Linked DNA regions of Mus musculus: regions 2, 3 and 4 are each linked to region 1. The links are chromatin contacts, called in public Hi-C and promoter capture Hi-C maps. All regions are on one chromosome and are shown on one strand. Each heading gives the region's core, a stretch centred on a gene start, on an enhancer-like site or on the middle of the called end of the contact. The rest is flanking DNA. Distances are from core to core; before and after follow the strand shown. Region 1 holds the start of Psmc1 (protease (prosome, macropain) 26S subunit, ATPase 1). Region 2 has its middle 63 kb from the start of 4930474N09Rik. Region 3 has its middle 29 kb from the start of Gm40554. Region 4 overlaps Ttc8 (tetratricopeptide repeat domain 8).

Region 1 (5,396 bases), core at 2,254-4,753:
ATTAAAGAAGTTCATTTAATTAAAAGATCAAAATGCTTTAATCCAAAAATATAACATGAATACTAAAATTGCCTCAAACTCATTCCAGACATGTCTCATGTGGGCAATCTCAGCACACTTACAGTGAGATCGGAGGCAGAAGAGTCCACCAGAAGCACGCAAGCTAGCTAGCCTAGACTATGCTTTGCAGTGGCAGAAACAGTAAGTGAGACCCTACCACCACAGGGTAGGAGACAAGACCAAGCCCAAAAAGCTGTCCTCTGATTTATACATGCATGCAGATATGTGCACATCTGCAGACACACCCACACACCAATATTAAGATATTCTAATTTAAAAACATAAAGCTTACAGACATCAATGCAATAAATAGTACATGGTGTTGGGGTACATGCATGCATTATGTGATATTTAAATACATAGAGCATCTATTTCTTTCACTATTAATCATTTCTTTATGGTTAAAAGTTGAAACCCTTTCAACTAGCTTTCTGAAACACACAGTTCACACACTGAGGTAATGTAGAATGCTTTCTCAACATGTACAAGGCTCGGGGTTTGAGACCCAAAAGAAGAAAAAGTAGCCTATGATAAGATCTTCCAGTGGTTTCTGCCAACACCTGCTATCTAAAGTTAGAACCCACCCCACCATGGCTGCGCAGTCTTTGTCCTGTGTAATTTCCTCTATCATATTTATTATCATATGGCATGCTATGCAATTTATTTACCTGCTTATTACAAAATTCATCAAAATTTTGTTTTCTGCTCGCTCATTACAGTATTCCCATCGCCCTCAGGAGAGCCTGGAGCATGGTGAGTGTCCAGAAACTAGCTATAGCAGTGAGAACGAGAAATCTGAGCTGAGTCATTGACCCAAGTGGCACTCTGACATGGGGCAGAGAGAGGCAAAGCCACAAGATGACCACTGAGATGGGGGAGGGGAGGCTTCGTCTGGCTTGGGTCTCATTGTGGTGACATTACCCAAGATATTCTCATTCAAACCACCACATGTGGCTATTCATAATCTCCACCCTCTCCCTCCCCTCCCCCACCCTCTCCCTCCCCTCCCCCACCTTCTCCCCTCCCCCACCCTCTCCCTCCCCTCCCCCACCTTCTCCCCTCCCCCACCCTCTCCCTCCCCTCCCCTTCTTCTTATCCCCATCCATAACTTCTAAAGCATGCGGCTTCTACTTGAATCAGTGCCCACACCACCTCTCTCTCTCTCTCTCTCTCTCTCTCTCTCCCTCTGTTTTTCTTGAGACTGGGTTTCTCTGTGTAGCCCTGGCTGTCCTGGAACTCACTCCTCGAACTCCGAAATCCACTACCTCTGCCTCCCAAGTGCTGGGATTAAAGGCGTGCACCACCACTGCCCGGCCACACTACCTCTCTTAAGAGGACCCAAGAAATAGAAAATAATAGAACAACAAAAAAAAAAAAAAAAAAAAAACCCACAAAATTTATGTTTACTCCATGACAGATAAGTAAAAGCAAGCTGAGTTATCGAAGTCTCTCCGGATGCTTAGGGAGATGGAAGGTGTGGGTGGAAAAGAGGGAGAGTTCCCTCCACGACTGTGTAGATGGGCAGAAAGGAGATTTTAAAATCACGTGACTGTGGCACTTCTGAACGTTGTCTGTCCCACAGAAGGCAAGTCCTAAGCGTCATCGGTTCTGTGTGTGCCGGCCTCTTAGGGAGCCTCCTGTCCTTTCGGTCATATTTGGGTCACACTCCTAGGCATCCCAAGCAATGCTGGCCTTGAAGCCACTTTTAACACAGACCAGAACCCTTTAAATCTTCCCACTTGTAACTTTTTTGCCTCTGAGACAGAGGCTATGTAGCCCTGGCTAGCCTAGAACTTGCTACGTAGACCAGGCTGGTCTCCAACTCACAGTCCTCATGTCTCTACCCACTCTGGAGCCATTTACAGCTCTCGCCTTCTTACAACTCTCTGCTTCCATCCCCTTCTCCCTCTGTCTCACACTGCTGTCAAACAATCCAGTTGCCGTTCAGCGCCCAATCACACATCTAAACGTTGCTGCCACCGTTGGTCCACCGCCTTTGCCTTCACCACATCTGCTGCTTCTCTGTGCTACCAGTTCATGTCTCCAGCCTCCCAAGAGTAAATTTAACTTCCTCCCTTTACCATCAAAGCAGGCAAGACAAGACCAAAGGAAGTCTTTTATTGAGCCTCATGTTACAACATCCAGGGAGGCAGCAATGGAGTGTCCTCCAGCCAACTCACCCAGCAAGCTTGGAGCAGCCTGTATATATAGCAAGATAAAGATTCAGATAACCATAGCACACGTGGGTATTGATGAAGGTTTGTGTTGGCACCAGTCACCTTGTCCCTTTAACCTTCACCTTACAACACACAGTTTCTGTCTGCTGGACCATCAGGGGAAATAGCCCCACCTGGGCTAGGTAGAAATGATGGCAGGGTCTTCTGAAATTCATTGAATGATAGCAAAAGGTCTGATACAAGGTGTTGGGAACGGCTAAGGCCATCAACTGGGATTGTGTATAGTTCTCAGTGTGTCTGTGGAGTACTCAAAATAGCCAGGTCCTTCGGGCTGTTTGACTAACCAGTTCTTTTGTTCAAAGTAGCTGTTAATTAGGGAGTCAGATTTCCTATCCCTCAAACTCTTACTTAGGAATAGGAACACAAAGAGTACTTACATGGACAAGCTAAAGAATTTATCGTTAACATTAATAACACTAATTAATAACAATGTGTAACACCTGCCTGGGGCCCCAAGCCCCAGTTTGTGTCCCTCCTCAGTGATACTTGGACTCTCTCCACATTCAGTGTCCTGTCTTTTTTTTTTTTTTAATTTTTAATTACTTTGTTTATGTTTACATGTATGAGTTTGCACATCACGTGCTTACAGGTGCCCTGAATGGTTGTTAGTTGCCATGTGGGTCCCCTGCTCTTCACTGCTGAGCCCTCTCTCCAGCGCCTCAAGGGTAATTTTAACACAGTATTAGCCACCATCATCAGTCCCTTGTCATCAGAGGGAAGAAAAAAAAAAAAAGCACACATTTAGATCTCTTTCGGCAAAGAACTATTTTCAAGAGAGCTACAAAGTTCAGAAACTAAAGAAGATCATAAATGCTGTGTACACATCAACTTCTCAGTCCCAAGCGCCATTCCTGCCTGACATAAATACTTCTTCCCAATTATAATTTTGCATCCTTTTAAATTTCTAAAATTTTCATATTTTCCCCAAGTCTCCAACGTCCAAGATCATTGTCTTAAGTTACTGACAAAAGCCCAAGATCAGCTACTTAGAATTCCCTCGAGTAAACTATTTTAAGTGCCCACATGTTTAACCAATCCTTGTACCAAACCGCCGAAATAAGCCCTTCGTGCTCAACTTCGCCCGTGAGGAAGTTGGTCCCGATAGGCTTCCGTAGCCTGTTTTTTTTTTTTTTTTTTAAAGTTACTTCCGTTCTGTCCGGGTCGCTTTGGTGGATGCACTTCCGGCGGTGGCGATTTGGAGGACTGAAGGAAGATGGTGAGTGACTAAGGGTTTCGGCTGGTCGTCTCAAACATCCATGCGCCCCAAGGCGGGAGGACGAGGCGATGTGACGCTCGGGTTCATCGCGGGTCGGAGCGGATCTCACTCCCTGGCGGACGCGGGCAGGATGCACGGCGCCCAGGGAGAGACCGGGCTGTGAACCGCTCGAGTAGGCAGGCGCTGAAGGGCTGAAGCCGAGTGGGACAGCCCGGCCGACGCTGGGGACAGCGGCTGAGCCGCAGAGCCAGCGTAGTGTTTCTCCGCAGACGGCTCAGCGCTCTCCGGTTTGGTTGGTTGAGCCGGATTCAGATGTAGGCACGGAGGTTACCGGGCGAGCACGGTTGATGATGGCGCTTCCGTTCTAGAGCAGGGAGACAATAAATATGTCAGGGAACAGGACCGGGCCAGATCGTTACGTAGCTGTGTTGTAAGAAGGTGGCTGGTTTTGTTAGGGTATCAGCGAAGGACCCTTCGTGGATGTGAAATCTAAATCGAGGCCTAAATTAAGGTTGTAAGGGAGTAATCTGTACTGATAGCTGAGCGAAGCCCGGGCAGGGCAGAGGGTCAGGAAATGCAAAAGGAGGCAACCCTGAAGTCCGCCCGAATCATGAGCTGCCAGGCCAATGCATCTGAATGTAGGTGAAGGCCAGAGCACACAAAGGACCGGTGATGACTTTGAAAAGTATCCCAAGCCGGGCGGTGGTGGCGCACGACTTTAATCCCAGCACTCGAGAGGCAGAGGCAGGTGGATTTCTGAGTTCGAGGTCATCCTGGTCTACAGAGTGAGTCCCAGCACAGCCAAAGTTACACAGAGAAACCCTGTCTCGGAAAAGCAAACAAACAAACAAACAAACAAAAAGTATCCCGAACATGCGCCAGGCATTTCCCCAGAGTTGTTCTTACTTCTTAGAACAACCCCGAAGATTATTATTAATGTCCCCATTTTAATGAGGAAACAGAAATACAGCCAGTGACCATTGGTGGGGCACAAATCCTTTCTTTTCTAGAGCAGTTGAGAAACCCTCTGGGTTTGAGAGACAGCAGAACTTAGTGTGATTTCTGTCTAACAAGCTTTGTGACAATATACAGGGCCGTTAACCTCCCTGGACCTTGGTCCTTTTATCTGCCTGTGTATCAAGGGGGCTTTGAGAATCAAGCGGCTCAGGGGTAAAGAACACCTGCTGCACTTTGAGAGAACCCACGTTTGGTTCCCGGCACCCATGCATGCCAGCAGGCTCCAGAATGGTCTGTAACTCCAGCTCTGAGTAGGTCCGAGCCTTGCGTGTGGTCGAATGTGCTTTATGCTTGGCATCATTTCTGAGGTGGTTTTGTCCTGGTACTGAAGCCACCAGTGTTGTAGTGAGAGGTGCTTCCCTAGGGTGGTGAATCAGTGAGTCCACTGTTACTCCTGTTTCAAGCTCCACTGTTGGGCAGATGGGATGGCACTCGACATGAAGCCTGGCAGCTTGAGTTGACTCCAGGACCCACAAGGCAGAAGGAAAGAATCCCTGGAAGTCGCCCTCTGGCTTCCTCTCGAGTGCCCCGGCATGCGGGCACAGACCCACACGTACACTAAACCACATATCTTTGCACAGGAATTTAAAGGACCACCATTTAAGGCATCGCCCAGTGTTAAGCATTGTTTTAAAGTCAGAAATCCCGATGAGCTTTTCATGCGTTTTAAGATGACAGCTTTTCAGATCGGGAAGGAAGTCTTGTCTGGGTCCCAGGCTGTCAGGATAGGAGCTTGGTAGGTTGCTGCTGAAAGTCTTCTGGGTCCTGTGGATCTCTGGAGAGAGTAAATGACCATGCGTGGCGAGTCTCTTTTCACAGTCGGGGAGGTAACTGACATTAGAGGGTGGCAAGTCTGAACCTCCCGG
Region 2 (5,648 bases), core at 71-2,570, 1.0 Mb before region 1:
AAGAAGACAGGGAGAGACAGAAGTTCAAGATGATCAGGATCCAAGAAACATGCTGTTCAATTCAGTTTCTCCTTCCAGGATTTTTTTTTTTCTGTTAAGGAGTCATCATCCCAGGGTGTCTGGTACCCAAGAGAGCCGATGGCACAACTTAAAAACTGTAGCAAAACAAAGGGACTTGAACTCCGGTGTCAGTTCACAGCCACTGGGCTTCTGCACTGTCCGCCACTAGGCAAAGATTCTCCTTGCCTTCCGTAAGCGTGAGGTGTTTCAACGACTTGATTTAGATTTCATGCGGAAGTAACTTTAAGGAAGGACTCAAGAAGAGCAGGCCTGGGTGAGAGTGGGGTGGAGGACAAGATTTAGGGATGGTTTCTAGTCCCTGCCCTAGGCCTCAAGACTGGGGCTGCCCCAGTCTGTTGGAGGAGACAAGCTCTCGGTACTCAATTTATAATGCTTTGATTCGCGTGTACACTAGGGGGCGCAAGCAGGCTTGTTTTCCAGAATGGCCCTAACAAATCCTCAGCGATTCTAAGGAATGGGGTAGAGGAGGGATGTCAGGAGCCACACTGTCTCTGAAAAGTGCTGAGAGTAAACGGATGTTTGAGGATGGGGTCTAAGAAGGAGGGTAATATCCTCACTAATTGCTCGAAGCGGTTTTCTATATTTGTCCACACCCCACACCCCCCATCAGCCTTGGAACTCTGAGCTGGGGCTAAAAGGGCAAGTTATGTGAGGGCCTGGGTTGCTCCCGGACTAAGCTGGCAACTAGGCTGGCAGGCTGGCAGCCTCGAGGTGAGTCAACACATGGAAGCTGGTGGCCCAGAGCGGCTCTTTCAAGCTGGCTGAGACTGAACCTCTACAGTAAGGCCAGTGTTTCACCCAGTCCTGAGTCAGCCAGCCAGGAGACTCGGGTCTATGGAAAAAGGCCCTACATACCTTTGCTCTGGAAAGAAGGGCTGTGCGTTTGGCCCCCAAATGCAAGAGCTCTTTTACCAAACGGACCTGTGCACCACTGACCTACTTTTTCCGTAGAGTAGACGGAAGCCAGCCCAGGAGTACACGGCCTTCTTCCCACCCGTTTCCTCCAATGCCTTCAACAGTGGCCTTGTTGTCCCAGGCTAGGGAACTACGGGTGTGGACCGTACTTTCCTGGCCTACCGAAGGGAAATGAGCGGAGGAAATCCGCACAAGGTTTTTTTTTTTTTTTCTGCCAAATATTTCTTCCCCTAGGAAGACAGTACATTCAAGCTACTGAGTGGAGACTGGAGTTAGGCCAGCCATAAACTATCCTAATGAAGACTAATAGGGAACTACAATTACTGTTGACTTCAGAATGCAAACACGAACTTTAGACAGCGATCCCTATCAGCCGGGGCGGTCGGGCACAGGCGGGGCGCACTGTTTTTGCGGTTGCTTAGCAATGGAAAATGAACTGTTCCTGCCTCTTATCACTGGAGGTGGAGGTAGGACAATGAGCGTTATTGGACTGAATAGGTATAAAATTAGTTTATTCTTTCTCGCTTGGAGAAGGCAATTGGCAGCAAAGAGAATGTCTTGGATGAGGGGCCCTGCAGAAGTTGGGGGAGGAGGGTGGCCTCTTTTCTATCTCAGCTGATCCCAACCAGCCTTGTGTTTCCCTCCAGATAAAGTTTGATTTTTGACTGTGAGTGACCCTCCAGAATTATCATTAGAGAAAACATATACAAATGTAAATCACAGACCAGGTTGGAAATGAGAGTTGGGGGAATGAAATCTTAGTAACAAGAAGGTTAAGGGTAACCCCCAAATCCACAGGTCGAGATACATAACTGAATGCAATGTTAAATATAGACATCTTAGGGTCTCTATGCTTGGTACTGTATTAGATCAGATGTAATGATTTTTAGGTAAAAGAACGTATTGTGGAAAATCAAAACTGGCACCTCCAAAATCCACAGTGAAGATGGTCGCCTGGCCGGAAGGTCTTGTGGCTACGCAGAGGGATTTCCTTCTTTTGTACGGAGGGTCTCTTTCTGCAGTTGTGGTGCTGACCTCTCCTGAAACTACTATGAAGTCAGTGGCTTTGGTGAAAGGAAACCCACCGGGGCTTCCTGGGCAATGGCATGGAAAGGACCTTAGACTCCACTAATGCACACAGTTGGATAGAAATTGTCGGATACACTGTTCCTAAAACAGCAGGCTGAGCCCGGGGTGGGCAGCTGATGGCAGAACCACCCCGTTCCTATGCTTTCTGAACAAGGACTCTCTGTGTAGCTGGGGCAGACCTCTAACTCACAGTCATCCCGCACCAACCTTCTCAATGCCGGGGTTATAGGTGTGAGCCACCGCTCCTGAGCCACCAGCATTCATGGTAACTTGTGGCCATTGAGAAGTTGACTTGGATGAAATCACACGGGCTTGCCAACAGCAAATCTTTTTCTTTTTTCTTTTAATTTAAAATCAACACATAGGGTTTGACTCGATGCACGCCACATGCCCTAGAGTCATAAAAAAGCCTAAAGGTATCTTCATTCCCATTGCTGTGACCTTATATGATGTAAAGATTAGGCAGATGGGATTGGATTAAGGATTTTGAGATGTAAATCCTGGGTTCTTCAGGTGAGCCCAACTGGTGACAAGGGTCCTTATGGGGAAGAAAGGCCATGTTTCAACCTAAACAGAGAAAGATCTGAAGACACCAGGCTTCTGACTTAGAGCAAGAGGACGTGAGCCAAGGAGTGTAGCAGTTTCCCACACCCAGAAGAGTCAGAAACGCATTGGCTCCGGGAGCTCCCACAAGAAACACATTCTCCTTCAACACTGTGACTTTAGCTGAAGGATGGCAACAGTAGAATTCTGACCTCTGGCACCACAAGAGAATCCAGTTATGACATTTTCAGGCACAGAATTTGTGCTAATTTGTTCCAACAGGAGTAAGATTTGGGGCAAATAGACTAGAATTATTTATATCTCCAGAGAAGTATATGAAACCCCACCCTCCCCTTCTGAAAGACTCAAGTGCTTAAGCTCTCTGTTTTGCATCCTCAACTTCTGTCTGGTGGGTCTTTCCCCCATGTACACATACATGTTCACAGATGTGTAATACATTAACAAGTAAAAACAACTCCCTCAGAACATCCACTTAAAAATTTTTTGTAAACTCAGGATACAAAGAAATTTCTTCAACCCAATGTGAGCTATCTCCCAACAGTGCCTAATAAACACTATATTTAAAGGTTCGAACGTTTTTAAGAACCCTTGTTTGTATTCAGTACTGCAGAGCAAGCACTACCCATGCCATTAAATGGGAAACTCGAAATAAAAGGTGCAGGGATTGGGAGTTGCGTCGTTCCTTGCTTTTCCTTGGCAAATGCAGCCTACAGAAGAGGGATTTCTTGGGCTCACTTCAAGGGTAAACTCTGCTGTGGCAGAGATGCCTCAGAGCCAGGAGCCTGAGGGAGCTTGTCACACTGTGTCTGCTGTCAGAAACCAAAAGGTGAGCGAGCGCCAGGGCCCAGTGCATTCCCTCTTTCTGTTCTGCTTTCCCAACTCTGGGTCTCCCAAGGCAGTTAATCTACTCAAGATAATTCCTCACAGGCTAACCTAATCCAAACAGTACCTCGAAGGTTCCCAGAGACTTGTCTCTGAGGTGAAGCAGCAGAGCCAGTCAAGGTGACGAACAACACCAGCCATCATAAAATCAAACAAGCAGAGTAGACAAGAACTGAGACTGGCATGAGTAGTCTCAGAAAAACACTCAGAGGACAGATAGATGATAAGAATTAACAAGTGTGGTTAGTAAGGTGGAGGGATAAAAGAATAACATTATAAAATGAGTAATTTTCTATATATTGAACAAAAGTTTAAAAAACATAGTTTTAAAAAAACACACACTTTTCCACTGTAATTCTATCAAATAGTGGGAGGGAGATTGAGGTGGAAAAAACTAAAAATAAATATAACAATTAATAAGGAGAATTTTCATAGAAACCTGTGGCACTTATTAAAACCTAATAATAAGTGGTCTGTAATCCAATGTAGTTCTGGTCAACATGCCAATAAGCTTATTCATAGACTTTGCTGAGTGGTTATTTAAGATACATTTCTTTAGAACCCAGTGGCCAGAGGCTGCTGAGTGTGTGTCCAGGGCTTGTTCTCCTGTCTGTGGAAGTTGGCCTCTAGAGCACACACATCCTGCCAGAGCCTCTGGCAGGCCAAGAAGCATCTCAGCTTGGTCCCTTCCTCTTGTCATACTTATTAGAGCAGGGGGTTCTGCAGGAGCACTGTGATACGCCTGCTCAGTCCAGATGTCAGCGGGGCCAGGAAGAATAACCCAGAGCTAGGAACAAGTTCTACTGAGTGAGTGTGGACTACCGCAAACTCAAGAGAGAAGGGCTGCAGTGTCTGAACCACAAGCTTCACCACGGCGCTGCTGTGGCCGAGGTACTTCAGAAGCCATCTGCACCGTTCTCCACTTAAGCAGAAAATGCTTCTTCTCCGAGCGCACGAAATCATGTTGATTTGGGGGAAATTGGTTTACACTGATCGATAAATCTCTGCAACTTGGAGGGAAAAGAAAAGCTAAGGGGAGACTGGTCTGTTAGCTGGTGTCTCATCTCACAGTAGTGAGGAAAGCATGCTGTTCATAGAGGCCAATAACCAGAACCATAGAATAGAAGATGGAGCCCGGGATATATGAACCCATTGCATAGGAGCCCAATTAGTTGAAATGCTGATAGTATGAATCAAAGGGGAGACGCCTAAAAATATATATCTGGCAATACAAAGGCGCAATGTGAAGGGCACTTTCATGTGCCCCTACTGGGAATAGATCCTGGTTTTGTTTGTTCATTCTTTTGGTTGGTGTGTGTGGGTGGGTAGGTGTAGTGGTGGTGTTTTTAAATTATGGAAACAGGCATTATCTTCAGAGCATGAAGATGCACATACCCTGAACTCAGTTGTTTGACCCTAGATAAATGCCATTGGGAAGATTCATTGCACATATGCACCAGGAGTCTTTGTCCACCTCATGATACTCTCAGTAGAGAATGGAACATCTGTGGTAGAGTCTCAAAGTATAATATTGTGTGCCTGGAAAATATAGAGGAGCCTATGCCTACATCCATTTGCAGGTGTTATCTATAGATCTAAACCAAATGACAAAGGAAGCATGTGATATTCTTCTTCTGGTATTTATATGAAACTCAAACAGCAGTGAGTAGAAAGGACCTCCAGCTTGGCATGTAAGCATCTTGGAATAATATACCAATGTAATGGCAAGAAAAAAAAAAAAACAAACAGCTGGAGACCCTGGAAATAATTCTCTGCATCTTAGCCCTAGAGTAAGAGTAGAGCCCCAGCCTAAAGGTTTACAGAGGTCAAAGAACTTCTATAGGAACCCAGTGTTGGCCTTCACCAGGAAAAGTTCACAGCAAATCAAGAGATAAAGAAACAGTTTGAAGAAATAAAACAAAAGCCAGACTTGGTCAGAGTATTGGTGCAATTGGAAAAAGAATGTAAAATGGCCATGATCAAAAGCTTAAGATCAAGAATGGGTAAATAGACAATTTAAAACCAGCTGGATAGATGAGCAGAATGATGGAAATCCTAAGAGGAAAAAAGAACCGCTCGACTAGAGAGGAAAGCCACTGCAACATGAACAAAGAGTG
Region 3 (5,219 bases), core at 2,113-4,612, 1.1 Mb before region 1:
TTCAGCTTCCAGCTTCCCTGTTACAGTTCATCACTGAGGGAATCCAGAGAAGAAACTCTGTGGGCAGGAACTGAAGCAGAGCCCATGAAAGGATGCTGTTGCTTACTGGCTTGCTCTCTGTGGCTTGCTCAGTCTGCTTTCTTATACAGACCCACCTGCCTAGGGATGACATAGCCCACAGTGACCTGGGCCCTTCTGCATAAATTAGCAAGTAAGAAAATGTTCCACAGGTGTGCCAATCTGATGGAGGCAATTCTTTAGCTGAAATTCCCCCTTCCTAGAGTACTCTATGTTTGTGTCAAGTTCACAGCTAGTATCAACCAGGATAACATTTATCAATGCTCACTTCTAGTTTAGGCTCGGAGGATACTGTAAATCAGTGGTTCTCAGCCTTCCTAATACCGCGAGACCCTTTAATACAGTTCCTCATGCAGTGGTGACCCCTAACTATAAATAAAATTATTTTGCTGCTACTTCATCACTGTAATTTTGCTTCTGTTATGAAGCATAGTGTAAATATATGATGTGCAGGATAGAATCGTATGACTCATATGAGATGATATGCAGGATATCTGATATGTGAACCCTAAAGGGGTTGCAGCCCACAGATTGAAAACCGCAGTGATAAAGCATATGAAAATCCTTGTGATTGTGTGGCTTACACTGTGACAGATGAGAAGGACAAGCACTAGATCTTGTGCTAATAAGGACCCAGGATGTAAAAGTAGGTACACACATTCCCACTAAGGGAAAATGAGGAGAAATGAATTGTAATTTTCAGTAATATAGGACAAACTGGATGGGGAAAGTAACATTTGGGGCTAGACTTAGAACACTGTGAGGTACATGCATAAAACACACATGTGCATGCATGTGTGCATTCATCATGATAATAGAAATAAGATGACAGGAGTAAAATCAGGTCAGATTAAATAAGTTCTAACTGCCGTGCAATACAATGGATGGATCACAATCTGGAAGCCTTCACAACCAGGTTGGAAGAAGTTTTTCTTAAGCAGCAACAGCATGTGCTGTAAAGTCAGAGAGAGGAACCATGCCAGCCTATTTCATGGTTACCTCTTATGTGTTATTGTTTTTAGCACAAGCAGGTGTTTGTGCCAACTTACCTATAGCTAATTGGTGTAATTTCCCTGAACCATGCCAACAAGAATGTAAAGTCAATGTCTTGTCTTTGCAATCTGAGCGTTGTGGGGAACATCAGGATGCCCTGAGTTTGAGTCACCCTTTGGGTGTGTCTAAACAGTGGCCTCTGGCTTGAGTTTTCTCAACAGAGACAGGTTAAACAATCATGGTCAGATTCCAGGGTAGAGGTTGCAGCCTCCTCTGCCTGTTTGGCTAACATGTTTGCTGCGTCCCTTTTCTCCACCGCTGCAGGCAGCCATCACTAACCTGGGTTTTATAACATGTGACAGGTCTTCCACGAGCTTTGTTTCATGACGAGCAGAACACCCTTTGGGGATAATGCAGATAACCATTTGTGCTATAGCACTCCCTAGGAACATGAGTCATTTTCAAAGATGCTATGCAGTAACTTGATTTTGCAAATGGCCTCACAATTAGATTCCGATGATCTAAACTTTATTAAATTCTGGCAGACATCTCCCATCCTATGATGTACCAGTCGAGAGCTCCCCCCATCCCACCCCCTGCTGCCTCAGTAATTTTACCTTCTAAGTTCTGCAGTCTTTTGTCTCATAACTGCTATGGAACAGACTAGCTTTATCCCTGGGGACCTCCTTGGACTTGAATTAAAGCTCAGTTTTGACCTGTATACTTGTCAATATCCATCAACCCAGTGATGGGTCGTTGTATTCTGGCTTAGCACTAAGTCACACTGCAAGTGCAAGGACTACTTCTTAAGTGGCAGATGCCCTTGTCCCAGAGTGGCATCATCAAGGGCACCCCGTCATTCTGCCAGCCTTGCCAATGTCCTATATGGTTACATACTTGATCCAGTTCTCATTATAGCACCTACTGACCTTTACAGATCTGTCCTGTGTGTAATCCAGTGAACATTTAGTATGTGTCTGCTTGGGGCCACTTTAAGCTCTTATACCTCACACATATGCTGCCACACTGAGGTATGGGAGACTTTCCCAGTCTTAGCTGTTTCCCCTCCGTCTCCACTCCCTCAAGGCAAATATCTCCCAAGTGAGCGTCCCTGCATTGTGTTTCTCTCAACCACAGAGGAAGGCTGGAGTATCTAGCACAGCTATGGTATTATGACCACTTTAATCCTCCATGTCCCTAGACTGTATTTGTAACCTGTTCTTCATTTTCAATGTGATCTAGAACTGGGCAGGATCTTGAGTCATCTCTTGGGTCACAGCAGTAAAAAATTAGCATCAGCTCTGAGCTAATAGAATTAGATTTAATTCTTTCACAACCTTATATAATAGGCCTCTGTCCCTCTTTCTGGGGAGCTCCAATTTTTTGAGGTTTCAGTTATCTTTGGTCAACTGAAATCTGAAAATATTAATTGGAAAAATTGCAAAGACTAAAAGAAAACACTGTACATCTCAAATTGTATGTTGTTTAAAGTAGTGTGAGGAAATCTGATACTCCATTCCTACTGGAACAAGAGCCGCCATCATCATCATCTTGGTGAATCCAGATAGTGCATAGTATCTGCATGGTGCCCATAATTAGGAAACCCTTCTTTTATTTAACACTGGCACCACCTTTGCAAGAGGAGTGCTGCTGTCAAGTCAGATGCCAGAGAGAAGCCATCTGTGTGCTGAGTCACCTCACTAGACCCTGTTGTGCCTGCTGGATAGCTGGGGAGACTGAAGCTCAGGAGGTTGGTGTTGCTTGCTTAAGTAATTAGACCATGGAACCAGTGTGGTAGATCACCAAGAGCAGCTTAAAAATAAGTATAATAATTAAAAAACTAAACCAAACAAAACTAGAATGCTGTATTTCTTAACTTTCCTGAAACTGTGTCTTTGGTGTTTTATGGACATGCAGATATAAGTACTTAGGAAATGATATAGAATATATTTCTTATTGTAGACTACAGTGAAAAAAAAGAAAGAAAATATTTGAAAACTGGTCATTTTGGTTCACTCTTTTCACATGGCGGATGATGAGCTAAAACACAGAAACGTTTCCACTGTTTCACAGAAAATGCAAGGCCAGTTCTGAGGCTCCTTCTAGTCTGGTTTTGTTCCCATCAAAGAAAATGGTCTTAATGGTCTCTGCTTTGTCAGCCCAACAGAATTGTTATAAAATCCAAGTGAGACAATTCAAATGCTTTTTAAGAACCGTGAAGTACAAGCGGAAGCTACCCGTTTGCATTAGTCAGGGCTGTGAGTCAGGAGGCAGCGGTTGCTGGAGGTACTCAGGCAGAGGGAGGTAAGTGTAGGAAGTAGGTCACCAAGGGATTTTAAGGGCTGGGGGAACAAAAGCAGGAGGGAAGGAGGAGTGACATTATCCAGAGCACAGAAAATGCAGAATAGTCTTTGCATTCTCTGGTGATTAACCACTGAGGAGGCAGAAAAATAGCTTCCATTTTCTTCCCACCTTCCAGCCTCAGCTGAGTAGTTCTTTCCCACAGAAGGCAGTACGTTTTTAGACTTCCTGCCTTGCCGTGCTAGGGAGATTATACCAAGGTAGGCTGTTGCTGTGGACCACAAATGTGCCCCTGTAGCCAGACTTTTGAGCTCTTTCCTTCTTCTGCCTTCTCCATCTCTCTTCTTCCCTTTCACCCTCCTAACACCAGGTGGGAGAGAAAAAAAGGACAGGAGGAAAGGGGTACCAAGAACCTCAGACTACTTCCTGCTAATTAGGGACATCACGTTCCTTGGGGGCAAGTTTGGTCTTCGCTGTCAAGATATCTAATTTCTTCTTATCATTTCTTCACATCCAACTACTTGACAAACCGCAACCAACCACAACCAACAACATCCAACAACCAACCAGCCAACCGGCCCCTTCGATTGAGGCTCTGGCACTTATATACTCTCTGAAGGGTCCCCAGAACTCCAAATGTTACACACAGAAACCATCTGTAGCTGTCATAAACCACACCCCTGCTAGAGCAGGAGGCAAATCATAGTCTGCTGCTGGGACCTTTCTAAAGTAGCCCCAAACCCCACACCTGGGATTAAAATAAAAACATCCTTACAGTTCTGTTTTCAAAGAAACCACAATTCTCACAACGAGGCCCAACAGTGTTTGACCCCAGTTTTCTCAGTCTGTGTGGGGATCCCATTAAAAGAACAGATATCTCTCTGTCTCTTGCTCCTCTATAGTTACGGAGTCTTTAGATTTCTGAGGCCCTCTGACATTGATCCTATGGATTCCAGGAATATCCATGACAGATGGTTAAAAACCAACAACACTTCTTTGGTATCACAAGTCTGCTATTGAGGTTTTCTCTGAGGCCCCACCTGGTAGTATTTTCTACCAGTGGACTTGTCTAAAAACCTTAGAGGGAAAATTTTTACAAACTAAAGAAGGTGGACACTTTAAACTGCATGGTAAATGGTGTGATGAAAATATTGCACTGTCTTGCTCTATCCAGAACTGGGCAAGAATGACTCTTTTGTTCGATGTCCGCATGGTATAGGCCTCCTACACAGTGTTTCTGCTCAAATATCCTTATTTTATTTAGTAGTGACACCAGTATGAAGGAGGGGTGGTTTGGGCTATTTGAGGATTTAAAAAAGAAACCATAAAGGGCTTCCTTTAAGTGGAAAGGGCAAAGTGTCAGCCTCATAAGCAAAGGGGGAAAAAACAACGCTTGTAAGCTACCCTGCTGATAATGAGCCAGACACTCACTAAAAGCTCAGGACACTGCCATCACACAGCTGTACCGGACATCCAGAAGCTCACACCACCATCCAAAGGAGCAATGGGTTTCATTGTCATGTGGCAGCAAAAGATGCCTGCAGCAGCTCCTGGGCTGTCTAAGCTGTGGGTTCTGGCCCCATAAGACATCACTGCTGTCATCAGCCATCTCTGTGCACTATCATGATGCTAAGTCACCTCCAAGACAGCATGCTGTTGGGGGCACTACCCATGACCATACCCTGTGGATGTTACTGAGTTGGAACTGTCCCCATATGACACTGTGTTCTTTCAAACACAGCAGTCTCTCTATTTGTTGTATGATACGATTTCTGAGGGGATATCAATAAACCTCTGTTCGTTCCAGGCAGGGAACTGAAAACAGACCAAAGTAAGGACAATACCAA
Region 4 (5,484 bases), core at 2,392-4,891, 1.2 Mb before region 1:
AGCTTACCAGCATGCATCTCTGCCTTCTTCTGCTTCTCTTGCCCCTGAAGGTTTTAAATACACAGAAGTAGAAAGAATAATATAAAGAGCCTACGATACTCACCACCTAGCTTTACCAATAGTCGGTTTTCATGGTAACTTCTCAGTAATGAATTTTAAGGTTATATGCATGTGGCTTTCCAAATTCGTTTCAGTTTATATAAGCTCTATGTAAATGAGAAGAAATCTCACAAAGTTGTTTAAGTCAAATGAAGTTAATCCTATACTTTTTTTTTTTTTTTTTTTTTGGCTTCTCAAGATAGGCTTTTTCTGTATAGCCCTAGCTGTCCTGGAACTTGCTCTGTAGACCAGACTTCAAACTGAGAGATCTCCCTGGCTCTGCCTCCAGAGTGCTGGGATGAAAGATGTGCGCCACCACTGCTCAGTCCCCCCATTCCCATTTTCCTATTAGTCCAGGAAAAACACATGCCAGGTATTCAGGAAAAAACTTTCCTCAGTTGTTTTCTTCTGTGTGCCAGGCACAATTCAGTGTCCAGAGAGAGCCAATGAAAACATGATACTGTACCCGCTTCTGGAAGCTGTCCATTGGCACGGGGGAAATAAAACTGACAGAAACCGGCCCTTGGTGCGGAGGTGCACATCCATGACTACAGCACTCGAGAGGCCGAAGCAGGAGAGTCATGAGTTTGACACTATTCTTAGCTACAGAGTAAGGTTACATGTGAAGGACAAAAACAAGAGTCTATTGCCAAACTGAAGGTAGCCAAGGGAGTAGAGTCCATGCCTGCAGTGAGCAGGGTTTCATGGAAACGAGACAAAAGAAATGAAGAGACCCTGAACAGAGGATGGCATGAGTGCTGAAGAAGACTTATCTTTAAAAATGAGAGCACCAAAGAGACAGTGTAAAGAAGTGACTGAACTTGATGACAGACTTGATATTGTGGGCAAAGGAAGGAGACAGAAGTCAAAGCTGCCATCCAAGCATGCCGCGAGGACCGTAGCTTTGCTGGCAGGCACAGGATGTGAGGGCAGCTCATCACTTTATAAAGCTGCATAACTGACTCAAAGAGGTTTGTGTTCTAAGTGGCAGAAGGCTCTCTATGTGGAGACATCATTGCATGCTCTGAGGAATAGGGTGTGTTTATGCATCTAAGAGCCTAGGCTGGGTATGGAGAAGAATGGCTCACCTGTGATGGAGAAGTCAGGTGTGTGATCGATCACACAGGGACCAGAGGAGCCTAAGGTCAGCCTGCTAAGAAACCATGCGTGTTTCTGTAAACAGAAGCCAGTAGTTTCACTTACTATACAGCTCATAGAGACTTTCCGTGGAACGATATATAATACTGCTTGAATCCTACTCCATTTACAGATGAGCACATCTCTAACTACTAAATTGTCACAAAGCTGGTTTTTAAAGGTTTTCTTTGTTTTTGTACAAAACAGGATCTCACTGTATAGCCCAGACTGGCCTTAGACCCTCAGTCCTCCTGCCTCACTGCCAAGTCCTTGGTACAGGTACAAGCCATCATGTCTGGCTTTATGCCCTTGGGATTTTTTGTTTGTTTGTTTATTTGTTTTTGTTTGAAGATTAATTCATTTACTGAGCATGCCAGCCACTGTGTCAGACCTAAAATCCAGAGCAGAGGAAGGCAGGCCGACCCAAGTCTTAGCCCTTTATATTTATGTCAAGCAGATTACATTCACATTGGCCTAGAAATAGAAATTCAAAGGGGCCTCTCTTTCCTAATTGTCTGTGTTATTTAATAGCAATGGATGTGTGGGTCTGTGCTACGCTTCCAAAGTCAGAATCTCCAGAGGAGGCTGTGACTCGGCTGCTATTAAGAACCCCACAGGCAGTGCCAGTGTTCAATGGAGATTGGGAACTACTGCTATACAATATATTCTGAAATTATAGAAACACTAGAAAATGTTTATTCAAATGTAGGAAATAGAGTTGAGGACCCTTGGCAGCATTTGAAAGCTTGAGTTCCATGTAACAACCTCATCAGGGAAGGTAGTTCATTAGAAGAAGTCAGTGATTTAAGAGAAAAAAAAAATAACAAAATGACCTTTAAGTACATCTCGGGAAGAGAAAATGATGCAAAATCTTCCTGGGAACCAGTTTCTATTTATAAATTTTATAAGATTATGTTCATGAGTAATGTCTCATACTCAAAACAAGCAATGCTGAACAGGTAGGAAGACCTTGCAGTAGATCTTTTTGAGTCACTAAATGACAACTGAGGAAGCTTGTTTGGAGACATTCTGTTAGACGTGGGGTTGCCTGGTTATTAGAGTTTGAATTAGAGCTAGGGAGATGGCTCAGTAAAGTGCTTGTCCACCCAGGCATGAGACCCTGGGTTTAGTCCTCAGAACTCTCATGCAGTTGTTGGTCATGGTGGCATGCTCTTGTATCCCTGTGCTGGGGCAGTGGAGATGGGCAGATTACTGCTTGCTGTCAAGTCCAACCTAACATAGATACATGAACATGTATACGTATGAACATTCATATACATACTACATATATGCCAGAAAAAAGCTTTCTAAAAGTTCAGATAATATTTTTTTTCGATATGACAAACAATATTTAAAATCACCCTATAGGTATATTTTCCCCTTCTACTCACTATTTAGGAATTGTATATAAGAACCAGACAATTTCTCACTTTTGTGTATGTTCATATGTATATGGGCACACATGCATGTATCTATGTGCGTGCTTACACATGGAGGCCTGCCATTGCTGTCAAGTATCTTCCTCAATCACAGTGTACCATGGATTGAGGCAGACTCTCCCACTGAGCCTGGAGCTTGCCCTTCTAGCTAGTCTAGGGAACTAAGAGGGCTCCCTGTCTGTCTTAGTTAGGGTTTTACTGCTGTGAACAGACACCATGACCAAGGCAAGTTTTATAAAAAAACAACATTTAATTGGGGCTGGCTTACAGGTTCAGAGGTTCAGTCCATTATCATCAAGGTGGGAGCATGGCAGTATCCAGGCAGGCGTGGCGCGGGAGGAGCTGAGAGTTCTATGTCTTCATCCAAAGGCTGCTAGTGGAAGACTGACTTCCAGGCACCTAGAGTGAGAGTATTAAGCCCACACCCACAGTGACACACCTACTCCAACCAGGCCACACCTCCAAATGGTGCCACTCCCTGGTGCAAGAATATACAAACCATCACACTGTCTTTGCTCCCCACTATGCTTTCCTGCCCTGTACACACACACACACACACATTCACACACACACACACACACATTCACACACACACACCCACACACACACACGCACACCCACACACACACGCACACACGCACACCCACACGCGCGCGCGCGCACACACACACACACATGCACACACACACGCACACACACACGCACACGCACACCCACACGCACACACACACACACACACGCACACCCACACGCACACACACACACACGCACACCCACACGCACACACACACACACGCACACCCACACGCACACACACACACACGCACACCCACACGCACACACACACACACGCACACGCACACACACACACACACACACACACAGTGGATTCTGAGGATCTAAACTCCCAGTCCTCATGCTTGGTCAGAAGAGACTTACCCAGAGTCACCTCCCCAGCCCTTAGAGGGCTTCTTATGAACATAGAAATGACCCTGTGACAGACAGTTTGGAGGAAATAGCAGGAAGCAGGTGCAGTAGAGATGTATTTTCTTGCCAACAAGAAATGTAAAAGAAAAGACTTTAGAATGTTTAGGGAGAGTGTCATAAATTATTACAAGTCACAGATAACATTGCAAAGGGTGCAGTTTAGAAAATGGCATGATAACAGGAAGCAGATAGCCATCAACACATTGGCGTGACTTGTTTTTTGCTTTCAGCTCTCAGAAAAGTCAGGGAATGTAGCTGTGTTTGACATGATTATTATAGACATAGTAGCAAAAATAATTGAAGAACAATATAAATGCTCAGTACTCGAGAACAGATTTGATAAGTTATAACAAATGGCAAGATGGACTTTTTGTGTATCCATTAAAATAATAATTTCCAAAAATCATAAAAGTTGCAAATGCTTGTTTTTATATGATGTTAAATCAAAAAGTATCCTTTTATAATAGCAAATAGAAATGTAGGTAAATACATGCGCACATGTACTTAAGACATTCTTGGATGTGTTTCTTGAGAATAGCTTTAAGACTCCTTCATCCCACGTGTCCTGTTGAGCACTCACAGTCATCAGCCACTCAGCTTGGCTGGAAGCACTGGTGGAGATTAGGCCTCATTTCTATTGTTTTCTCAAGCTTTTCATACGTTTCCTGGTTTAATAGCAACTTTTGGTTTATATTAGCTATAAATTAAGTATCTTGGTAAAATCAAATGCTTGTAATTGGGCCCTCATTATATTCACTGCTCGTCGCTCTAGTATAGAACACTCAAGGAGGTAGCTTGTTTTGTTTTGTACTCACTGAAAAGTAAGAACTTTCATTTTCTGTTTGTACTTACAAGATGACAGGCTATTCCTTAAACAAATAATTGCCAAAGCTCTTGCATTGATCCTATGATTGACTGGAGGAATGCCAAGGACAGATGCCTGCACGTGTTCTCTGCCTACTAGCCCGAATGTGCGCTCTCTCTCTCTCTCTCTCTCTCTCTCTCTCTCTCTCTCCCTCTCCCTCTCCCTCTCCCTCCCCCTCCCCCTCCCCCTCTCCCTCTCCCTCTCTCTCTCTCCCTCTCCCTCCCTCCCCCCCCTCTCTCTCTCACACACACACACACACACACACACACACACACGCACACATGTACGCATGGTACTCTGTGGATCAGACGCTAACATTAAAATGCCATTTTAGATTTTTATCGCAAATGTTATTTTCCAAAAGGATTTAGATAATGAGCACAAACCGGGCATTTTTTAAAAAAATAAACCTTTTATATATTTTGCAACTTTGACTCTGAAGTGAATAGAGGGGCGGTTCAGTTTTTATTTTTCAAAAGAAAGCATGTTGTATAAATACAGGGGATATTATAGGTAAATAGCAAGAACTGTGAAGTGACGTTTAAACGTTAAGAAAGTGAAATTGATCTTTGATGTGACAATTATATTTCTGTCTCTGTGTTCCTACTTGGGAAGCATTATTAAAAATTAAAGTGACATGTGGGTCAGACATTTTTTTCTTTCTGATAATAGGGAGAATGCTAGAGCAATTAAGAGTACTATGAAGTTGCATTTTCAATGTTAAGAAAAAATAACATCATGCCGGGTGTGGTGGAGCACGCCTTTAATCCCAGCTCTCGGGAGGCAGAGGCAGGTGGATTTCTGAGTTCGAGGCCAGCCTGGTCTACAAAGTGAGTTCCAGGACAGCCAGGGCTACACAGAGAAACCCTGTCTCGAAAAACAAACAAACAAACAAACAAACAAAAACAAAAAGAATAAATAACATCAGTCATATGAGATGGCTCAGTAGGTAAAGTC

The links. Promoter capture Hi-C pulls out the DNA fragments that hold promoters and counts their contacts. Hi-C and Micro-C count contacts between places; a contact is called where the count stands out from the background.
Region 2: a contact with region 1 is called in a Hi-C map of pancreatic cancer cells, with 9 times the contacts expected there. The contact joins the enhancer-like site here to the promoter of Psmc1 in region 1. A contact is called at or near these places in 21 of 39 promoter capture datasets (the 3T3-L1 cell line, the C10 cell line, the HPC-7 cell line and 14 more), 4 of 15 datasets of contacts at CTCF or cohesin (embryonic stem cells, large pre-B cells, pro-B cells and 1 more), 137 of 484 Hi-C or Micro-C datasets (the AtT-20 cell line, B cells, the Ba/F3 cell line and 82 more), 29 of 115 datasets of contacts at active chromatin or transcription factors (DN3 thymocytes, PVALB interneurons, SST interneurons and 23 more) and 5 of 9 other capture datasets (adipose tissue, embryonic stem cells, liver and 2 more).
Region 3: a promoter capture Hi-C map of hippocampal neurons shows a contact between it and region 1, with 8 times the contacts expected there. The contact joins the enhancer-like site here to the promoter of Psmc1 in region 1. A contact is called at or near these places in 5 of 39 promoter capture datasets (cranial neural crest, embryonic stem cells, frontonasal cranial neural crest and 2 more), 2 of 484 Hi-C or Micro-C datasets (cortical neurons and muscle stem cells) and 3 of 115 datasets of contacts at active chromatin or transcription factors (T-cell acute lymphoblastic leukemia, astrocytes and large pre-B cells).
Region 4: a promoter capture Hi-C map of liver shows a contact between it and region 1, with 4 times the contacts expected there. The contact joins the enhancer-like site here to the promoter of Psmc1 in region 1. A contact is called at or near these places in 6 of 39 promoter capture datasets (the 3T3-L1 cell line, the HPC-7 cell line, hippocampal neurons and 2 more), 2 of 115 datasets of contacts at active chromatin or transcription factors (SST interneurons and astrocytes) and 2 of 9 other capture datasets (embryonic stem cells and liver).

What each region holds. Positions count from the first base shown.
Region 1 is chr12:100,106,699-100,112,094 of GRCm38.p6, forward strand. Psmc1 (protease (prosome, macropain) 26S subunit, ATPase 1) reads left to right here and starts at 3,504. Exons shown (of 11, transcript NM_008947.3): 1 at 3,504-3,513. The coding sequence starts at 3,511.
Region 2 is chr12:99,096,616-99,102,263 of GRCm38.p6, forward strand. No RefSeq gene overlaps it. Among named protein-coding and RNA genes, the nearest start is that of 4930474N09Rik, 63 kb to the right of the region's middle. Within about 2 kb of position 1,321, at least 72 of the 459 cell types and tissues checked have an H3K27ac peak or open chromatin away from gene starts, as enhancers often do. A contact at or near this core is called in adipose tissue, brain, cardiomyocytes and 10 more, where this site is marked.
Region 3 is chr12:98,993,324-98,998,542 of GRCm38.p6, forward strand. No RefSeq gene overlaps it. Among named protein-coding and RNA genes, the nearest start is that of Gm40554, 29 kb to the right of the region's middle. Within about 2 kb of position 3,363, at least 75 of the 459 cell types and tissues checked have an H3K27ac peak or open chromatin away from gene starts, as enhancers often do. A contact at or near this core is called in T-cell acute lymphoblastic leukemia, hippocampal neurons and muscle stem cells, where this site is marked.
Region 4 is chr12:98,946,915-98,952,398 of GRCm38.p6, forward strand. The region is part of intron 6 of Ttc8 (tetratricopeptide repeat domain 8); the gene reads left to right. Among named protein-coding and RNA genes, the nearest start is that of Ttc8, 29 kb to the left of the region's middle. Within about 2 kb of position 3,642, at least 3 of the 459 cell types and tissues checked have an H3K27ac peak or open chromatin away from gene starts, as enhancers often do. A contact at or near this core is called in the HPC-7 cell line and liver, where this site is marked.